Linked DNA regions of Sus scrofa: region 2 is linked to region 1. The links are chromatin contacts, called in public promoter capture Hi-C maps. All regions are on one chromosome and are shown on one strand. Each heading gives the region's core, a stretch centred on a gene start, on an enhancer-like site or on the middle of the called end of the contact. The rest is flanking DNA. Distances are from core to core; before and after follow the strand shown.

Region 1 (3,364 bases), core at 265-2,764:
GAGAAGTGAGGCCTGTTATTTTACTGATAAAATGAGGTTAAGGAGAAGGCTCAGGACTACCCGGCCAGCAAAGAGCAGAGCCAAGACACAAACCCTGGTGTGAGGCCAAGCCCAGGCCCTTGACCACTATCCCATGACACATGAACTGCCTCACTGGTCTGCAAGCACCCCATGCTTCAAACTGTATTGATTTCAGGTGGATTCCAGAGCCATCATCACCAACAAACGAAGCTGGATAAGCAGATCAAAGTGGTAGGAAAGAGCCATTTCTCTCTCCTGTGGGGTCTCAGAACCATCCACAAAGTAATCTTTGGATTATCGGCCCTGTTTCTGAGATCTCTTCCTCCTTTTCAAGAAACATCTATCACAAGCTACCTTGATAGAGGGTGCACTATGTCTCAGGTGTGTAAAATGCATGGGCTGATGTGTTCAAATCACAATTAGAATGAAACAGAATTACTGCAATGGAGAGTGGCGGGCAGCCAGGTCTCAGCTGGGGCCCCCTGATGACTTTTAAAAATCCACCAGGAACAGGATTTTTCAAGATATCAGCTGGTCCCAACAAAAGTGGACAGGAGGTCATCACGGGAAGGAAGGAAAGCGCTGGTCAAAAGGAAAACCGGAGGGAGCCTGCTGGGCCAGAACCTTCACCAAGACAGCAACCAGGCCAGATCACCATTCCACAGACAAGGGCTCCCAGGGCACAGAGGAGCCCTGAGCTTCAGAATTCGTACAGCTACTGCCAGGGTTGGTCGCAAACCTCAACTCTTGTCTGTGTGGGTTCTGGGCTGAGGGGGAGAAGCTATGTGCGTCAGAGAAATGGAACATTTCCAGGATCCATGGAGAAAATTACTGAACGTCAACCTCAGACTCTGCGAAGGGTGTGGCCCAAGCGGGCCCCAGAAAGCCAAAATTGGACTTCACCATTTTAAGTTACGACCTCGCCCTGCTTTTGAAAATTCAAAATCGGGATGTCCAGGGAAGAGAATAAAGTCCATGACCATCCAGGGGCGGCCTTAACCTCCTTTCAAGGCGAGATTTCTTTTCCCTCAATTGCAAGCGCTCCCCTCCAGATTCAAAGTTGGAAATAAATACTGCCCTGCCCGGGAACGGGTTACCGACCAGGGAATCTTGGCTTTCCTCAGCCAGCGGCGCGGAGGTGTTTGGGAAAGCGAAAGCCCGCTGCCCCCTTCTCGTTCGTGGTCCTCGAGGGACGCCGCGGAGCTTAAAGCCCGCGAGGGGTCTGCGGCGCGGGGAAGATGCGGGCCGCGGGCGAACGGCAGGGCTCGGGAGCTCGGCCGCCCCGGGCGCGGAGGCCGGCGGAGGTGGGGGGCACCGCCCGCTCGGACCCTCCGAAACCTCCCCACCCAGGCCCGGGTCTCCGAGGGCGCTCGCCCCGGCCCCAGTCCCCCCCGCGCCGGCCTGGGCGCGCCGCTCGGCCTTACCTAACTGCACCCTGCGTCCGGCTGCAGCGCTACTCCCCGTCGGGAGAGCGGCCCGGCCTGCGCGTCTTTATCGCCGGGGCTCCGGCGGGCTCCGCCTCCTCCCGCCCGCCCCACCTGCCCAGGCTCCGGCCCCGCCGCACGCGCCGCAGGCGCCCGCCCAAGGTCACCGGACCCAGCCGGCCGCCCAGCCAACGCAGGCTCAGTGACTCGGCTCCCCGCTCCGGTTCAAAATAAGACTTGTGGCCAGGACTAGATCGTTATGTTAAAACCCTGAAAACGGGAAGTTCGATGTTCCTCCTCCGATTTGTTATTGAAAACAAAAACACTAGGAAAATCCAGGACTTAGAATTTTTTTTAAACAAAGGAGGAAAATTCATATGACAATGTTTTTCAAAACGTTTCTGTGGGAGTGTTCTTGCGGCGCCGCAGAATAAGGAGCTTGTGTTGTTACTGCAGCAGGTAGAGTCACTGCAGAGGTGTGTGTTCCATTCTGACCTGGAAACTTCCACATGCCCTGGGCATGGCCAAAAAAATAAAAAAAATAAAAAATAAAACCCATATGTGTGCCCCATGCCAAGCTCCCACTTGGCCTGGCTGTAGTGTTATAAAGCCTGGCTACAGCCTAAGTCTCCTTTCTGCTCATAGGCTCCCGTACTTTTCAGCCACAGGCACGTCCGTACTTTTTTGGAACCAAGATAAAACTCTGTTGTGGTTTTCAAAGCTTATATTCATCAGTTTGGAACCAGAGCCACCATTTAGAATTGTCTTTATGTGACCATGTAATCTGAAGTTTCCATGTATCACTTTGTCACCACCCTCTTTATTACCGGCTTGAGGAGTGCCCTGGAAGAGAGAGTGGGGGAAAACAGCCCACACCTACAAATCTTACTCCAAGAGACTGATCTCTGTGAGGACCAGGAGATTCTCTGAGGATCAGAGTAAGAAAGTATGGATCTCAGGGCTGCTTATGCAGAGTGAGGAGGGGAGGAATTCTTGAGATAAGGTTCAAGCAGGGAAACCCCATAACTGAAAATGCCATGTGCCTTCTACCATGATCCTCTGATGGCTTTGGGATGTCAAGGAAGGAACTTTATTTGGTGCTGTCTTAATCTTGGTTTTTCTCTATACAAACAGGAGTCTCAGATCAGAAGGACCTGCTTTGATATTTAATGTGTGTCTGCTTAAATCAGCTAATACATGTATATACAAGAGCTTGTTTACAAAGCTCTTCCGCATGCATTTTCTATGCATCCTAAAAGCTCTTCCCTCCTTGAAACTCTTGGATTCTGAGATGCCGCTCTCCCCTAGTTTTGCATCCAGTTCCTTGACCTTTCATCTTGAGATTCTTTTTCATTACCCACTTGCTCATAACGTGGTCTCGCCAGGCTTGCACCAAGAATGATTGCTATTTGTGTTCCCTGAGAGACTACAGTGCACCTGTTTCGTTTTGCCTGGGGAACACAATTGGCTCCCATATTTACAGGTTCGGTATCGGTGGACTCATCCAATTGCAGAATCTGTGGTTATCAAGGGCTGGCTGTATTATCCAATTTTGTTACCTTTTATATAAGGAACTTGAGCATCTCCTAATTTTGGTATCCGTGGAGGTGCTGGAACCAATCCCCTGCAGATAGCAAGGGAGGGTGTGTGTGTGTGTTTGCAGATGATTTGCAAATTTTTATTCTCCAGTCCTGACCACTCCCTGGATCTTTATGTTCATATCCAGCTGATTGCTGGACATCATCTCTATGTCCCACAGACACACCTTGAATTCAAAATGTATTCAAATTTGAACTCATCTCCAATGTTCACTGCTTTTCCTGCAATTTTGTTTTCGTAAATAAAGTTCTGTACCTGGGAATCAACTTTGATTTCTTCCACTCCCACATCTGCGTATTTTATCATTTGGATACTTCAAT
Region 2 (3,364 bases), core at 422-2,921, 62 kb before region 1:
GTACCTCCGAGGACTGGCCCTGTGGCCGTCGCTTCTCTTAGGAGGTAACACATTCATTTCTTTGCCTTGTTTGGAATATTGGCAAAGGGTCTAGTCCTGGGTGCCTCACCCTGACCGATTTCCTTCATGCCCCGCCCCATTCAGGGTGCATCACCTGTCCAGACAACCATGTGCCTGGAGTACTCCGAGTACCACGAAGGAAGTGGGGGGCCACAGAGGGTTGACCTACTTTCTTACCATTGGAAATAGTTCTATAGAACCCACAATTGAAAAAGCAAAAAACAAGATCAATTGCCCCATCCCTGACAGTCTCATATCCTGACAGTGAACATCTAAGCATTACTCCAACTCAGGCTGCCACAATAGCTGCCTCGAGTCTGGGTGCCTCCTGTCAGGTGTGTGCACCCAGAGGGCGCTTTGTTATTGAGGGGTGGTGGCTGAGAGGCCAGGGAGCAGCGTGTCTGAGCTGCCGCACTAACTCTCCACTTCCAAGATGGGGAGGCTGAAAGCACATGAACTCATGAAGCATACAGTCAGCATTCTCTTTGCTCTGTAATACTATAAAAAGCACATGTTTTAAATAAAGATAGACAAGGAACAATAGCCAAGAGCATTGAGAGAGGTTGCAGTCGTCCTGTCTGGGGCCTGGAGAGACAGCCGTACCTTGGGCTATGTACAGGCCACTGCCCTGCCTCTCCTGGTCACACACTATCTGCAAACCACAGGTCTGGACTTTGTGACATGGTGAATGAGTTTTACTCAGAAATGGCCCTGCCCTCGTTTCCAGTGGGTTTGAGATACCACGCTGTGTAGACACCACCCCTTGACCCCAGTCGATCTCAGGACAGGCTGGGAAGCAACAGACCAGGTTCCATCCTAACTTGCCAGTAAACTGCTCTGTAACTCCAGGCAAGTCGCCTGGCCTGTCTGGTCCGTTTCCTTATCTGTAAGATAAAGGCAATGGCCTAAATGATCTCAAAGCCTCTGTTCAGCTCTTACAGTGACAGCTGCTCCTCTGCTCAGAAGATGCCACCTGCTGTGGCTGCCTTTGCCTCCCTCCCTATTAATTTTAGGAGAGCCCGCAGTGCCTCTGCCAAAGTGAAGCCAGAGACTGGGTAAAGCCAGAGACTGGGTAAAGCACCCTCTACCCTAGGGGACGAGGCCCGTACCCCACCCGCCCGGCCCCGCCCCCTTATCTTACTGGCCTTCTGAGCACAAAGTGGAAATAGATGTTAAATGGGCCGGATTCTCTGCTCGCCTCTGGAACTTTAAAAAAAAAAAAAAAAAAAAAAAAAAAAAAAGTGTTCTCCCACTCATAACGCTCAGAAAGTGCCAGACTCCTGCTCCTTAGAGCAGCCAGCTTCCCGGAGCCTTGCTTGGGCTTTGGGCTTCCTGCCAGTAGCAACAGGGAACGCGGTTCCTGCAGCCCACAGCCCTGCAGGGTCTCTGGAGGGTGTCAGGAGGGGGAGCGACGGCGCACTCCCATTGGCTTCCGATGATGTCATCACCTGCCCGGTCGACCATCCCCAACCGAGACCCAACACTAATTGCTAAGCTCGTTTTAATGTGGACATTAAGTGTTGTGCTACCCGGTGACATGAGAGTCACCCTCAGGGGAACACTGACCTTGACTATCTAAAAACTCCAGCCTGGCTGCTCCAGGTCTGGGCGTGTTGGCCCCCTTTGTTATGGTGTGGGTGTGTGCTCGCGCGCGTGTGTATGAACACAAATCCAGGCCTTTGGACCCCGCCGTCGCCATCGTGGTGCTTGGAGGCCGAGGCAGCCCCGCTCCACCCCCCCACCCCCCTCCACCCCCACCCCACCCCCACCCCAGCAGGGACCTGCCCCGGGAACCCCGCCTCTCCCGCGGGCCGCGGACCGGAAGGCGGCTAAGGCAGCTCCTCTTCTCGCCCAGGTCCACCTCGGACGTCGGCAGCAAGACCAGGATGGCCGAGTCCGCGGGGCCTGAGCCCGCCCAGCTGCACGACAGTGCCTCCTTCGCGCAGGTGTCCCGAGGCCCCGTGTCCGTGGCGCAGTTGGATCAGTCGGCTTTAAATTACTCAGGTGGGCCAGAGAGAAAAAGCCTGGAAAAAGCCCGCGCCCTGCCCCCGCCCCCGGGCTGTGTTCTGTACCCTCCCCGGCCCCTTAAAACCACACTCCCCACCTTCTTCCTGCCACCCTCAGGCATCAAAGCGACTGTGCTTTCTGGATCCGATCACCTCTTGACTTTGGTCATCCTGGCTAGAAGACCTACTGCTTTTATTTCTTAAAAAGTTCTGAAATCTGACAAAATATTAAGATAGGTGATAGGGTGGATGTCAACATTTTACCAGACTTCAGGCCTTTTGAAAAATGATTATGGAGTTCTCGTTGCGGCTCAGCGGCGTAATATCCATGAGGACGCCAGTCAAACCTTAGCCTCCCTCAGTGGGTTAAGAATCCCACGTTGATAGAAGGTCACAGATGGGGCTCCGATCTGGCGCGGCAACTGCAGTTCAGATTCGACCCCTAGCTCCGAGAACTTCCAAACATGCCCTACGTGTGGCAGTAAAAAGAAAAAAAAAAAAAAAAAAAAAAAAAAAAGATTGTCTATCTCTTTAAGCATTCTGGCCAGTACGAGCCACTCTCTTCTCATGAGCCCTACTCCCTAGAAGCAATTCCAGTCCTCAAGTCATGGATGGTAAACTTTCAGTACATATACAGTACATACAGTAGTATATGTTAGTGCTGTGTACATTTTAAATGTAAGTGATGACAAGCTATACCTTTCCCTTTGTACTTTGTTTTCTTAACATTGATTTCAAGAGTTCTCCAGGTTGCTGCACACATGCTGACCTAGTTCATTTGTTTACATTGCCATGTGGTAGTCCATTATATGGTATGCCACAAGTTTATCTTGTCCCCTAGTGAGGGACATATTGATTGTTTCCAGTTTCTGGTTATTACAACAATGTTGAAACGAACATGGAGGTTTGAGCCTGCCCTAATGGGCTTTTTTTCATTTATTCAAACCATACCTTTTAGGCTGAAACTGCAAGCACCCAGTTGTCAACACTTATTAAAACATACTGTGTCCAGAAATGCCCCCAGTGAAATCCATTCCTTTTGGTTCCTTTTCTTGGCTCTTTAAAAATACCCATCCTTCTGGGAGAAAAACAAGGGGAGGTGTCATTTCTTCTTGCCAGCAGGTCAGGGACTTTGGGATGGGATTGGGGGAGCCGGCGAGGGCTCCCTAGGGAAGTTGAGCTAGCACTTCTCTACAAAGCCAAGTCTGAGGCACAGCAGGTGATGCCTCCGAGACTGTGTGGCCAGGTCCCAGGCTGGGGCTGCAGGTGGAGGTCTGCTGCCCCCTCCCCCATTAGCT

Evidence for each region. Promoter capture Hi-C pulls out the DNA fragments that hold promoters and counts their contacts.
Region 2: a promoter capture Hi-C map of fetal liver shows a contact between it and region 1, with 2.1 times the contacts expected there. The contact joins the enhancer-like site here to the promoter of CD59 in region 1. A contact is called at or near these places in 2 of 5 promoter capture datasets (fetal liver and liver), 12 of 47 Hi-C or Micro-C datasets (alveolar macrophages, blood, embryonic fibroblasts and 8 more) and 1 of 2 datasets of contacts at active chromatin or transcription factors (skeletal muscle).

Annotation. Positions count from the first base shown.
Region 1 is chr2:27,184,795-27,188,158 of Sscrofa11.1, reverse strand. It overlaps CD59 (CD59 molecule (CD59 blood group)), which reads right to left and starts at 1,514. Exons shown (of 4, transcript NM_214170.1): 1 at 1,446-1,514.
Region 2 is chr2:27,247,153-27,250,516 of Sscrofa11.1, reverse strand. It overlaps KIAA1549L (UPF0606 protein KIAA1549L homolog), which reads left to right. Exons shown (of 20, transcript XM_021083199.1): 17 at 1-44; 18 at 1,916-2,064. Among named protein-coding and RNA genes, the nearest start is that of C2H11orf91, 37 kb to the right of the region's middle. Within about 2 kb of position 1,671, at least 25 of the 83 cell types and tissues checked have an H3K27ac peak or open chromatin away from gene starts, as enhancers often do. A contact at or near this core is called in epiblast stem cells, fetal liver, omental adipose tissue and 1 more, where this site is marked.